2 separate regions of the Zea mays genome follow, and region 1 is linked to region 2. A link is a contact called in public Hi-C data. All regions are on one chromosome and are shown on one strand. Each heading gives the region's core, a stretch centred on a gene start, on an enhancer-like site or on the middle of the called end of the contact. The rest is flanking DNA. Distances are from core to core; before and after follow the strand shown.

The links. A called contact is a pair of places that touch in the nucleus more often than the background predicts.
Region 1: a Hi-C map of ear shows a contact between it and region 2, with 1.9 times the contacts expected there. The contact joins the promoter of LOC100279967 here to the promoter of LOC100284409 in region 2. A contact is called at or near these places in 3 of 25 Hi-C or Micro-C datasets (bundle sheath, ear and endosperm).

What each region holds. Positions count from the first base shown.
Region 1 is chr1:292,718,577-292,724,727 of Zm-B73-REFERENCE-NAM-5.0, reverse strand. LOC100279967 (putative RING zinc finger domain superfamily protein) reads right to left here and starts at 3,517. Exons shown (of 1, transcript NM_001152915.1): 1 at 2,498-3,517. The coding sequence starts at 3,389. The coding sequence ends at 2,793.
Region 2 is chr1:292,574,206-292,579,899 of Zm-B73-REFERENCE-NAM-5.0, reverse strand. LOC100284409 (syntaxin 121) reads right to left here and starts at 4,224. Exons shown (of 1, transcript NM_001157304.2): 1 at 2,852-4,224. The coding sequence starts at 3,905. The coding sequence ends at 2,985. It overlaps LOC103644142 (trafficking protein particle complex subunit 8), which reads right to left. Exons shown (of 29, transcript XM_008667340.4): 29 at 5,059-5,694. The coding sequence ends at 5,646.

The DNA of each region.
Region 1 (6,151 bases), core at 2,268-4,767, 150 kb before region 2:
CATTTACCGATTTACTGTGCGTCCTCTATCCATCGAATCCTCCAGCCCACTGTCGAAGGGAGGACGAGCGCCTCGACGCCGGTCGTCGGAGTTTTGGATTGGCACTCGTCGGGGACGTTGAACACACACACGAATCGTCGGAGACGAGAAGTAGCACACACGGCAAATCGTAGGAGATGCGAAGCAGCTCGCGCGACGAATCGCTAGGGACGAGGATGAGCTCGCGTGGCAGATCGACGGGGAGGAGCACGAGTGCGTGGGCCCGTCGACGACGAGGACGACCCCGCAACCATCGTGGACGCGGGCGCAGCAGCTCGCTGGGGAGGACGACGAACGCGCGGCCACCGAGGACATGGGCGCGTGACAACTCAACGGAAAGGAGGAAGAGAGACAGAGCGGTCGTCGGGGAGAGAGGACGAACATGCAAAATGACGAGGAGATCAACGGGATTGATCACCAAATTATATGAAAAGAGAGAATAAATATTCTAGGTTAATTTTGTAGATATAGATGATCAAATTTAGGAGACGGGGATGAAGAAAATATAGAATATGAAATCTTTTAGAGTGTTATATAAAGGACAAAAAATATTACTTTAGAGAACGGAATTTAGGAGAGACAGCCTTAGTGAAGTCAGGCAATCTGAGCATGGGGCTTAAGTCAATCCAGATTTGAGTGTTCCAAAGGCCTAACAATGTTGATCGGTCCACACAAACAAAACATGTTTTTTTAGTACGAGCGTAAGGGGTTTGGAAATAATGGCAAAATGGTGAACAAATTTGTGGTAAAACCCCAGAAAACTACAAAGTTTATTGACATTGGAAAAGCTTTTTACATAACTCTGCGTACCTTGCATGAGTATCGATGATATGTTTTGTTTAGCATTTCAGTTATATGTTCTTCCTTCCATATATCACTTGGAGAGAGAGAAAATCTTGCACGATTGTTTAGTGATATGTATATTCCGAATTAAATCTTTGTATGCATGTTTTTAGATTTGTACTTTTGTTTCTGCGTAGACACCGGCAGGACCAGAGGCGGATACTGTTTTATAACATGTGTAACTAACTGAGCCCTTAAATATTATTGGTCAGCAAAAATACTGGATATTTAACGAGTACCGTTGAATAGCCCTTGGTGGTCAGGATCAGAACATCGTTACACGGGAAAAATATATTAAGCCTTGTTCGTTTGTATCGGATTGGTGGGTCGGAACGATTCCTAATCGGATTGCTTCTCTAGTTTATATAAACTTTGATTAGCTGGAACGATTCCAGATGGAATCCGACAGAAACGAACAAGGCCTTACAGGTTCCAATACATTAGCGGATTTGTTCCATGGTACGCTTGGAGGCTTGGAGTACTGAGAGAGCACAAAGTCTTCGCCATTCAAACACTACTCCCCCGTTCAATTTTTTGTTTACTGGTGTAAGGTTATGCCAATATCAACTGATTACATGTCCTTTTCATTGCCAATTGCCACATTATTACCTTAAAAAACGTTATTAAATGACAGCGTTATTGGTTAGTACGTCTGCCCTTTACTGCTGCAAGGCACTAGTAAATTCAGTGCCACGTCTTTCGGAAAAGGAATGTCCCATGTACCGCAGATCAGCACGAGTGATTCAAAATAGCTATAAAGTCCTTTGATCATAGCAGGATCGTGTACAGCATTCGGAAATGAATATATAGATCTGCCAGAACTAACTATTTTCGCCTAAGAACCTCAAAGCTACAGCTGCTTTGACATGTATCATATAACTAGAACTATTTTGACTATACATGCCGAAAATAGTTTTAGTTACTTGATATCTAGGGGGTGTTTGAATATACTAGAACTAATAGTTAGTTAACTAAAATTTGTTAGTGGAATTAGCTAGATAACAAATAACTACCTAACTATTAACTAATTTACTAAAAATAGCTAATAGCTAAACTATTAGCTAGAGTGTTTGGATGTCTCAACTAATTTTAGCCACTAACAATTATCTCTAGTGCATTCAAACACCCTCTTAATATTCTGAAAAAAAGCTTTTGTTTGTCTTGACATGACAGCAAGCATCATTATCCCTCTATTCGCATTCGACTATTGTTGGAAGAACGAACAGTGGAATTTCCACAGGAGTTGACCCATCAATCTTTGGATAAAAGGGGGCTGCATGTAGTACACCATTACTCCATTAGTATAGGTTCGTGGCATCTAGGACCATTGGTTGATATTCTATAGCCATTAAGTACTTGTCTACCATATTAGAACTTAAAAACTAATCAAGTCTGAACCTTCAAGTCTAATTCTTCGTGTTTCTTTCATTCTTTGTCTCCGAAGTCAAGAGCATCGAAGCTAGCAAAACCTTTGTACACAGCAATCGAAGTCATGGATCAAAGTCTATGGATGAAATCGTTCTCCTTTTTTGGATCCTGAATTTATTTCCACCGTCAGGAATTCACATCTTGTTTGGGGACGTGGGACGGTGGCAGCACTGACGATGGCTGCCAATTTGCCAAAACAGAAATCGCGGTTCCATATAATTTGAAGATCCGCCAAAACGTTTGCAATCGCCCTAGATAATCCTAATTCAAGCTTTGCTTTTTCATCAAGGAGAAATGGAAAATACGCTGAGCGCCTGAGCCCATCCCAAATTTACAATTACACCTGAGAAAAAAAATATATTCTAATTCCTAGTGCCCTGAACATTTTCGTCGATTCCATGTTTTAGCAGTAAGGGCAAGAAAAGGAAGAATTTTTAGAAGAAGAAGAAGAGGAGGAGAAAAGAACCCGGTCCGTGCCGTTGTCACGACGACATCGACATACCGGCCATCGCCAGCGGCGTGACCTCGGCGAGCGGCGTCGGCATGGGGCTCGGCACCGGCGACGTCCGGCACACGGGGCACGTCGGGTGGTAGCGGAGCCACGGGTCGACGCACTCGCGGTGGAACAGGTGGCCGCAGTCGGGCAGCATCCGGAGCACCTCGCCGTCGCCGTAGTTGTCGAGGCAGATGGAGCAGCACGTGCACGTGGTGCCCTTCTTGTTGGCGGCGGCGGCCTTGGCCTCCTTCTCGTACACCACCTCTGGGTACCCTTTGAGCGTGTCCTCGTCGATGCCGAGCTCGACGTCGTGCGCCTGCGCCCCTTCGCCGCCGCCGCCGCCGCCGCCGTGGCGCCGGGACGACGACGGGGCGGCGGCGGCAGCAGCAGCCTCCCCCGCCGCGTCGACGGGCGCCCGGGTGCAGAAGTAGGAGGCGAGCGTGATGGTGGTGATGAGCAGGAGGATGCCGACGGAGACGCCGACGCCGTAGCCGAAGCCGCCGATGCGGTCGGTGCTGAACATGCCGCCGGAGTTGCCGTCCACCGGTGCCAGCCCCACGGGCGGCGTCCCGCCGGAGCTCATCGTCGCGGCGTGCTGCTGACCTGGCTGGCGGCGAGCCAAGTGGGCCACGCACGACACGACACGACACGAGACTAGCTCGACGAGGTGGGGAGTCGGCGCTGGGTGTTGGTGCAGACAGCGATCCGTGCCCTCCCCTTTGGAGTTGGAGATGGTCTGGTGGCTGGTGCGGTTTTGTTTGGGCTTGAAGGGAGAAGCAGCTCGGATCCGGTTGCGAGTGTGCGACGTCAGCGCTGTGCATGTCGCGGAGCAATGATCTCGAGGTCAATGCGTCGGTTTGCTGTTTTTTTTATACGCCTGTTTCCTGCTGGTTTTGCTCGCGTATTTTTGTTTTTGAACCACACACAAAAAAAAAACCACAAGGATGTCTCGTAAGGTTGTGCCGTTGCACAACTTGCTGCCTTTGTCAAAGGGCGCCACCAGTACAATGGGATCATGTGTGTGCAGGTTGACTTTCTTTGGTTTTTGATTGAAGTTGTGGCGAATTGTGTGAAGCATGCCCAATGCAGTTTGGGTCTACATACATACAATCATACAGATAGGTACTGACTACTGAGATACAGATACACTAGTCAAAAGTCAATAGTCATTCACACCGTGCCGCCACCATGTGAGCAGTGCAGTGCAGGCTATGAATTTCGTAGATTCCCACGCTATGTAAAACGTAGGCAACAGTAATATGTAATTATATTTAGGGGTGGTAACCAATCACCGATCAAATGTTTCTTCAAGATCCATTTAAGGTCTTAAGTAATTTTAGTTTAAAAATAAATACAAATAGAGTACGATCCAAACACGATCTAATTCTTAAATTTTATAAATTAAAATTTAGAGCATGTTATCACCTTAATTATATTTCATATATGCCTAATAAAAATTTAATTGACATGCATCTAAATCATGATTGTTATAATAAGTTTTAATTCCAAAGATCTAAACAGGTCTAGACGTCATCCTCGTGGGGTTGAATGGATCGGATCGATCAAGCCGTGAAAAGAAAAAGGAGGACTAATCCAATATTATGATGGCTTTAATTGTGAAAGCATAATCTATAAGTGCCTTACTGCCTTAGAAGGCAAGGTGATCGGACTTGTCCAAGTACAAATCCTCACATCGTGTGGCATGTGAAGTGCACCCCAAGTCATCTGAGCTCCCGTCTTGTCTCACTCCAGTCCTATCTACTCGTAAAGGAATTTTTTGGGTCCTTCTTTTCGGCCCACTGTCATGCGGTCATGCCCAACGTCAGAGTTTATCTTTTCCCTTAGATTTAGTCAGGTTTTTTTTAATAGATTTAGTCAGGGGTTTTCAATCTTACCACTCTGAAACCAAACCACCCTTTCCCTTTCTACGCAACATCAAGTTACCCATTGTTCACACACTGATACAAAGAAAGAACCTATCAGGCTTATCATGTACCAAAAGTTACACGAAAAATGCAGCCATGCAAGCGACAGGTAAATACGGCAAATGACACGCCCGAAATCCTTTTTATCCGGCATTAGGGGGTGTTTGGTTTCTAGAGACTAATTTTTAGTCCCTCCACTTAATTCCATTTTAGTCCCTAAATTACTAAATATAGAAACTAAAACTCTATTTTAGTTTCCCTATTTAACAATTTATGAACTAAAATGGAATTAAGTGGAGAGACTAAAGTTTAGTCCCTATAAACCAAACACCACTTTAATCTGGAACCCACACGAATAGTAACTAAAAAAAAGTCTTATCCATGGAAGCGCTCACGAGGGAAAGAAGAGAAGAAAAGAAGGTGAGCGAGAAGAGGCAAACCGAAAGGCCGATCTCTATCTTTTCCTAAAGAGTTAGATACTTTTTAACTTCACAAAATATATTACTCCGTGATATTTATGCTGTATAACTAATGTTACTATATAATTTTAATCTACTTTTGTAGTATCTTTTTTTAAAAATATTCTTATTTTCTATTAAAATTTAAATAAATTTAAGAAAGTTTGACCAACATGGAAACCACGATATTTATTTGGTAGGCAGAATTGCTCCTGACTTTCCGTATATTTCCGTTTTTGTTGTTACCTTGTGTCATCAGAGGAAGGTTGTCTTCTATCAAATTTCACTCTGTTAGTCTGCAGCGTTTATATGACTATAATATACATGATACTCTGGCCAAAGTCTAAAGAAGAAGAAAAAAAATGAGAAGTGTTTTTGACTCTCTTAGACCTTGTTCGTTTGTGTTGGATTGCATCCGGAATCGTTCCAGCTAATCAAAATTTATATAAATTAGAGAAACAATCCGGTTAGAAATCGTTACGACCCACCAATCCGACACAAACGAAAAGGCCTTACCTGCATCGTTCTCCCTGCAGGCCCTCACGGCCCTGCGACAGCTCGCTACTCGCTACACTACGACCAACCGAGCTGAAGGCAAGCATGCACCATGCGCGCGTCGGCGTCGGCGACGGCGCCGTCGCCGTGGGGAGGAAGACTGGAAGAGACACCGCACGTACGGAACCATATATTAATGATGTTAGAGGAGAATATACTAAATGCGAGACGAACAGGACGAATCTTGTATACGAAATTGAGAATCATGCTCGATCATGAATGCGTCCATGACCCCTAGGTCCAACTCTGGACTTCATGTCCGACGAATTCTTGGCTCTGTACGACAGATCACGGTAGAAGGAAATGAAGGCAGAGAGATAGGGAGAGCGGTGGCGTTTGTGGGCAGCGTACGTACTGACGTAGCAGCATTTAGCAACCGCGAGAGAACACAATTGACATCACGGCCC
Region 2 (5,694 bases), core at 2,975-5,474:
ATCTCAAACGGTCCCTTGGACCGAGTGAGCTTTTCTTCTCAATCACTTGGAACACAAAGTTCCCACAAGGATCACCACACGATTGGCGTCTCTTGCCTCAATTACAAGTGAGTTTGATCTCAAGAAAGAATGAGAAAGAAAGCAATCCAAGCGCAAGAGCTCAAAAGAACACAACAAATCACTCTCACTTAACACTAAAGCTTTTGTGGAATTGGGAGAGGATTTGATCACTTGGGTGTGTCTTGTATTGAATGCCTAGCTCTTGTAAGTAGTTGGAAGGTGGAAAACTTGGATGACTTGAATGTGGGGTGGTTGGGGGTATTTATAACCCCAACCACCAAACTAGCCGTTTGGTGGAGGCTGCTGTCGCATGGCGCACCGGACAGTCCGGTGCGCCACCGGACACTGTCTGGTGCGCCAGCCACGTCACCAGGCCGTTGAGTTCCGACCGTTGGAGCTCTAACTTGTGGGCCTGCCTGGCTGTCCGGTGGTGCACCGGACAAGTCCTGTAGACTGTCCGGTGTGCCACCCGCGCGTGCTCTGCTCCTCTGCGCGCGCTGGCGCGCATTAAATGCGTTGCAGTCGACCGTTGGCGCGAAGTAGCCGTTGCTCCACTGGCTCACCGGACAGTCCAGTGTGCACCGGACATGTCCGGTGAATTATAGCGGAGCGGATTCCCGAAGCTGACGAGTTCAGAGTCGCTCTCCTCTGGAGCACCGGACACTGTCCGGTGGTACACCGGACAGTCCGGTGAATTATAGTGAAGCGCCTCTGAGAATTCCCGAAGGTGAAGAGTTTGACTTGGAGTTCCCTGGTGCATCGGGCACTGTCCGGTGGTGCACCGGACACTGTCCGGTGCGCCAGACCAGGGCAGTCTTCGGTTATCCCTTGCTCTCTTTGTTGAACTCATTTCTTGGACTTTTTATTGGCTAAGTGTGAACCTTTGGCACCTGTATAACTTATAGACTAGAGCAAACTAGTTAGTCCAATTATTTGTGTTGGGCAATTCAACCACCAAAATCAATTAGGAAATAGGTGTGAGCCTAATTCCCTTTCAGTTTTCCTAACTTGAGCAGACACTTCAAAAATTTCCTTGAACTTCATATGGACTGTTCAAGTTGAGCGAACAAACCAATTATTAGCTTAGGAAAATAATTGGGGCCTCCAACAATTCATAAGAACATTGCTAGAGACTTCATTGATGTAACATTCTGGCTTGATGTCAAACCATATGAGGAGACCAATAAATCATGAAGTGACATAACAACTTACAAACTCATGCAAAAGATGTTATAAAATTGTCTTGGATAATTCATCAACCTAATGATCTATTGAAAAGCACTCTCTGGGACATCTAATGACCTATATGACTATATGCACCTTTCTGAAAGTGACGCTCATTGTAGAGATTTACCCAAGTTTCTATGAATGGCAGCGTATGTTGCGATAATTCATTCAATAATAGTACTGCATGCTGCCCTTTTTTCCCATCTCCACCATACTCGGATCCATCTACACAACATAAGCAAATATGGGTCAATATAAGTAAATAACGGATGATACAACACAAACAAATAATGGATTATTCAACACTCACATAATAAATTAAACATAAGTTCAACTATCACCAATATGGTCGATAGCTTATGTGACAGTCGGTGCACTAGAATCAGCTTCCTCGGGGCATATTATTTTTGGCCATTCTCTCAGTAAGGTATGTAGGCAATATTGTTTATAGAGTAGGGTTTGAAAAAGATAAGAGAGGTTGTCGGAGATAGTATAGGTGTTTAGTTCTCCTGACTAAAGTTTAGTCAGTGTCATATTGAATGTTTGAATATCAATTATGAATATTATATATAGTCTAATTATAAAACAAATTATATAGATGAATGTTAAATGACGAGGCAAATTTATTAAACCTAATTAATTTATAATTAACAAATATTTATTGTACCATCATATGAGCAAACTATAGATTAATTATGCTTAATAGACTCGTCTCACTGTTTAGTTCATATATATATATATATATATATATATATATATATATATATATATATATATATATATATATATATATATATATATATATATATATATATATATATAATCAATTTATAATTAAACTATATTTAATAACTCATAACTGGTATTAAACTTCGATGAGTTTTTTTTATGTTTTCTATAAAATAAGTTGTTTCGTTTCAAAGGTCCTTAGAATTTAGCCCACGGAACCGGAGGCCGGAACCAATGGGCTCCTGAGACCTCTGAATCGTCATATACTCTAAATTTTAAATTTTAGAGAAGAATCTCCTCATTATATCTCGAGCAGTGTTATCTAAACCGTTTTCTCATATCTCTCTAAATATAGAGAACGCTGCTCGATCCTCTATATAGAGAATTTCTCTCTGTTCTACTCTATCTATTTTAATATTTAAAACAACAGATTTAGCAAAACTAAAATATATATACATTTTAGAGTACTATAAATATGTATGTGTAAAAAATAAAAGTAAAGTATGTTTTGATATTTTTAAAGAAAACTATAAATAATGGATATAGAGGATAGATTTAGAGTAAGTGGCTCGGCACTCTGAGAATAGCAAAAGATTGTTGACCCGGTATATGCGAGGCGCTGGCGCACCAGCCGGCCCTGGCGACTGGCCCGGTATATGCCCGAGCCCGACTAGGAGGAAGACCGGGAGTGCGTCAGGTCACAGGCGTGCGTGCTGCGTACGAGTAAAGTCAATAACCACCGCAAAAGCAGGTTTTGACCCGCAAGTTCCGACCTAAGCTCGCTCATCTTTCCCCAAGGCACATCGACAGCAAAAGAAAATGAATCATGTGTTATAAACAAAACCATGTAATCGAAGGTTGAGGCAATAGAAGAAAATATAATCAAGACGACCGTATCAACGAACCGTATGTATGATACAAAGGCCACGAAAAAAAAAAACTAGAACGAATTACGCAGGCCAGGCGGCCTAGTTCTTATTGACGCCCTTGAGCACGATGGGGAGGACGATGACGAGGATGATGACGAGGAGGATGAGGATGGCGATGCAGGTCCACTTGCGGGTGCTCTTCTGGTGCTTCCGCGCCACCTGCAGCTGCTCGCGTCCGCGGTCGACGAAGGACCTGGCGCGGCCGACGTTGCCCTCGATGTCGTCCAGCTGCTCCCCCTGCGCGGCCACCAGCACGGCCATGTCGTTGAACACCTGCTGCAGCTCCAGCAGGCTGCGCTCCAGCCCCGCCACGGCGCCGTGCCGCTCCTGGATCTCCGCCACCACGCCCAGCACCTCCCCGCGCCCCTGGCCCTGCTCCGCGATGGCGCGCTGCAGGAACCGCTCCCCTTCCCCGGACTCCGCCAGCGCGTCCAGGGTCGCCTCGTCGGGCTGCGCCCCCGTGACCGTGAAGTACCGCCGCGCCACCGTGTCCCGGTACTCGGCCGCGACGCGGGACCGCAGCGACGAGAAGGACTCCATCGAGTCCCGGAGCTTCTTGCGCAGCCCGGCCACGACGGACGTCCGGGTGCGGTCGGTGGAGGAGCCCGGCCCGCACCCGGGCACGGACCGGTTGGCGGCGTTGGCGCGGTCCAGCGACTCGAGGCGCAGCTTCACCACCTTGGCCTTCTTGATCGCCGCGGCCACGTCCGCGTCCATCCGCGCGCGGAGGCCGCGCACGGCCGCCGCGTCGTGCATCGACTTTCCCCCCTCGTTGGCGTCGTGGAGCGACCGCTGGATGCGCTCCAGGTCGCGGAGCTCGTCCTTGATGGACTCCACGTCCTCGAAGAACCTGTCCAGGCTCGCGCCCGCCGCGGCGCCCGGCGGCGCAGACATCTCCACGCCGCCGGACTCGATGTCCCCGCCGTCGCGCTTCCATGAGCTCGAGAACAGGCTGTTCATGGTGGATGGATTGTTCTGTCTCTGGCTGATTGGCTTCCTCACGGGCCAAGGTCGCTTCTAAGGGTTCGCTCCGGCCCGGTGGCCGGTTTCTTGGATCGGGGGGATGAAATGAAATGAAATAGTGGGAGGGGTAGTTGGACAAGGGGGGCGTGGAGATTCAATCAATCATGCGAGATGGAACAAGACGACGGACGCGGAGTTGAAGGAGTCGGCCGTGCCGAGGCATCCATGTGATGTGACGCCGTGGCGGGCGAGGAGACCGTGTGATGAGGAGGCGGCGCGCGCCACCTTGCTCTGAAATGGCAACGCGGGAGGAAGGTGGGACGAAGGAGAGGGCAGAGGGGGGCACGGACACGTACGAGCGAGGGTTCTTGGGGACGCGATGGGTGGTGGGATTCGGCGCGCGGGTCCAGGTCTTTCGCCGGGTCGCCTCGCTGGAAATCCAACGAGCCGTAACTACCAACCACCCGGCACTATCCGATCCATGCTGACCGGCTGATCTGACCCGATCAACCCAACTGCACAGCTACAGATCCACTTGTCTGTCTCGTAACACCGAGACAAGAGAGAAAAGGGCGATACGGTACCCTGTAGCATAGTGTCGTACTGTCGCTTGAGTATCTCTTAGAAGTTAGAAGTACAAGTACTACACCACATGCTGACATGCTGCGTCAGCGTCACACAAGGATCAAGGAGTTCTCGGCGAAGGTACTGGCCAAATGGCCGGGCCGGCGCATGCACTGGATCGAGCAGAAGGCGCCGTGCTCGTCAGCCCGTCGTGCATCTGGCTAGTATCAAAAGAACCCACATGGTATGTTATTCAGAGTCATCACACAGAGTATCATAGCAGTCACATAGTGGTTATGATATCCGAAAACAACTGCACCCTACAGAAGTGCAAATGTGTTCGTATCAGAGGCAAAAGGGGCGACATGATACACTAGCTCTTCGAAGTCACCACAGCAATTCCGTATTGATTATGATCTCCCAAAAACAACGTCATCACACAAAATATCATAGCAATTCCGTAGTGATTACGATCTCCAAAAGACGACATCACGATCAGAAAGAAAAGAAAATATCAAAAATAACAGCACCCCTCAGACACTTGCACCTGATGTGGACAGCTGGACGTCGATACGAGGAACTGAAAAGGGGAATCAACATATACCCATATGGCATAAAGGCTCAAGGCCAGACGATGATTTTTAAAAGGATTGTACAAACAATGAAAAAATACTGTCGCCCATACAACAACAATCTCGAGACGATTGCCTGATTACCTCGTCAAAATTACAGAAAATTTATCGGATCCATCTACCACTACATACTACATTTGCGAAATCGTCTAGCAGCGACAAGTTAAACAGGATGTACAGGAATAGTATATGCTCCTACTAGCCACCATCAACAATTAGACAAGCAAAACTTCTATCGGTATATTCTGTCTGCCAAAAATCCACCAGCAATTACCGTTAGTTTTTGTTCCCAGCGACAATTGTATACATGTACTCACCAGAACTCATCCTTCAAAATGACGTGTAAATATATCGGTACCGAAGCAGAACCATGAGCGTATCCAAGTATATTCAGTCAGGGAACTTCCGGGGCAGATCTTTGCACAAACTGGACTGGCTGGCACCTATTATCATCAGCCCGTTGCAATTGGGTGTAGTTCCTGAGTTTTGCACTGGTCTATATTGACGCTCAAGAAGGTACTTCTTGAATCCTGATAATTACTTAGACACCTTGAAGGACAGTGACATAGAAAGGATAGCCTAGACCACCG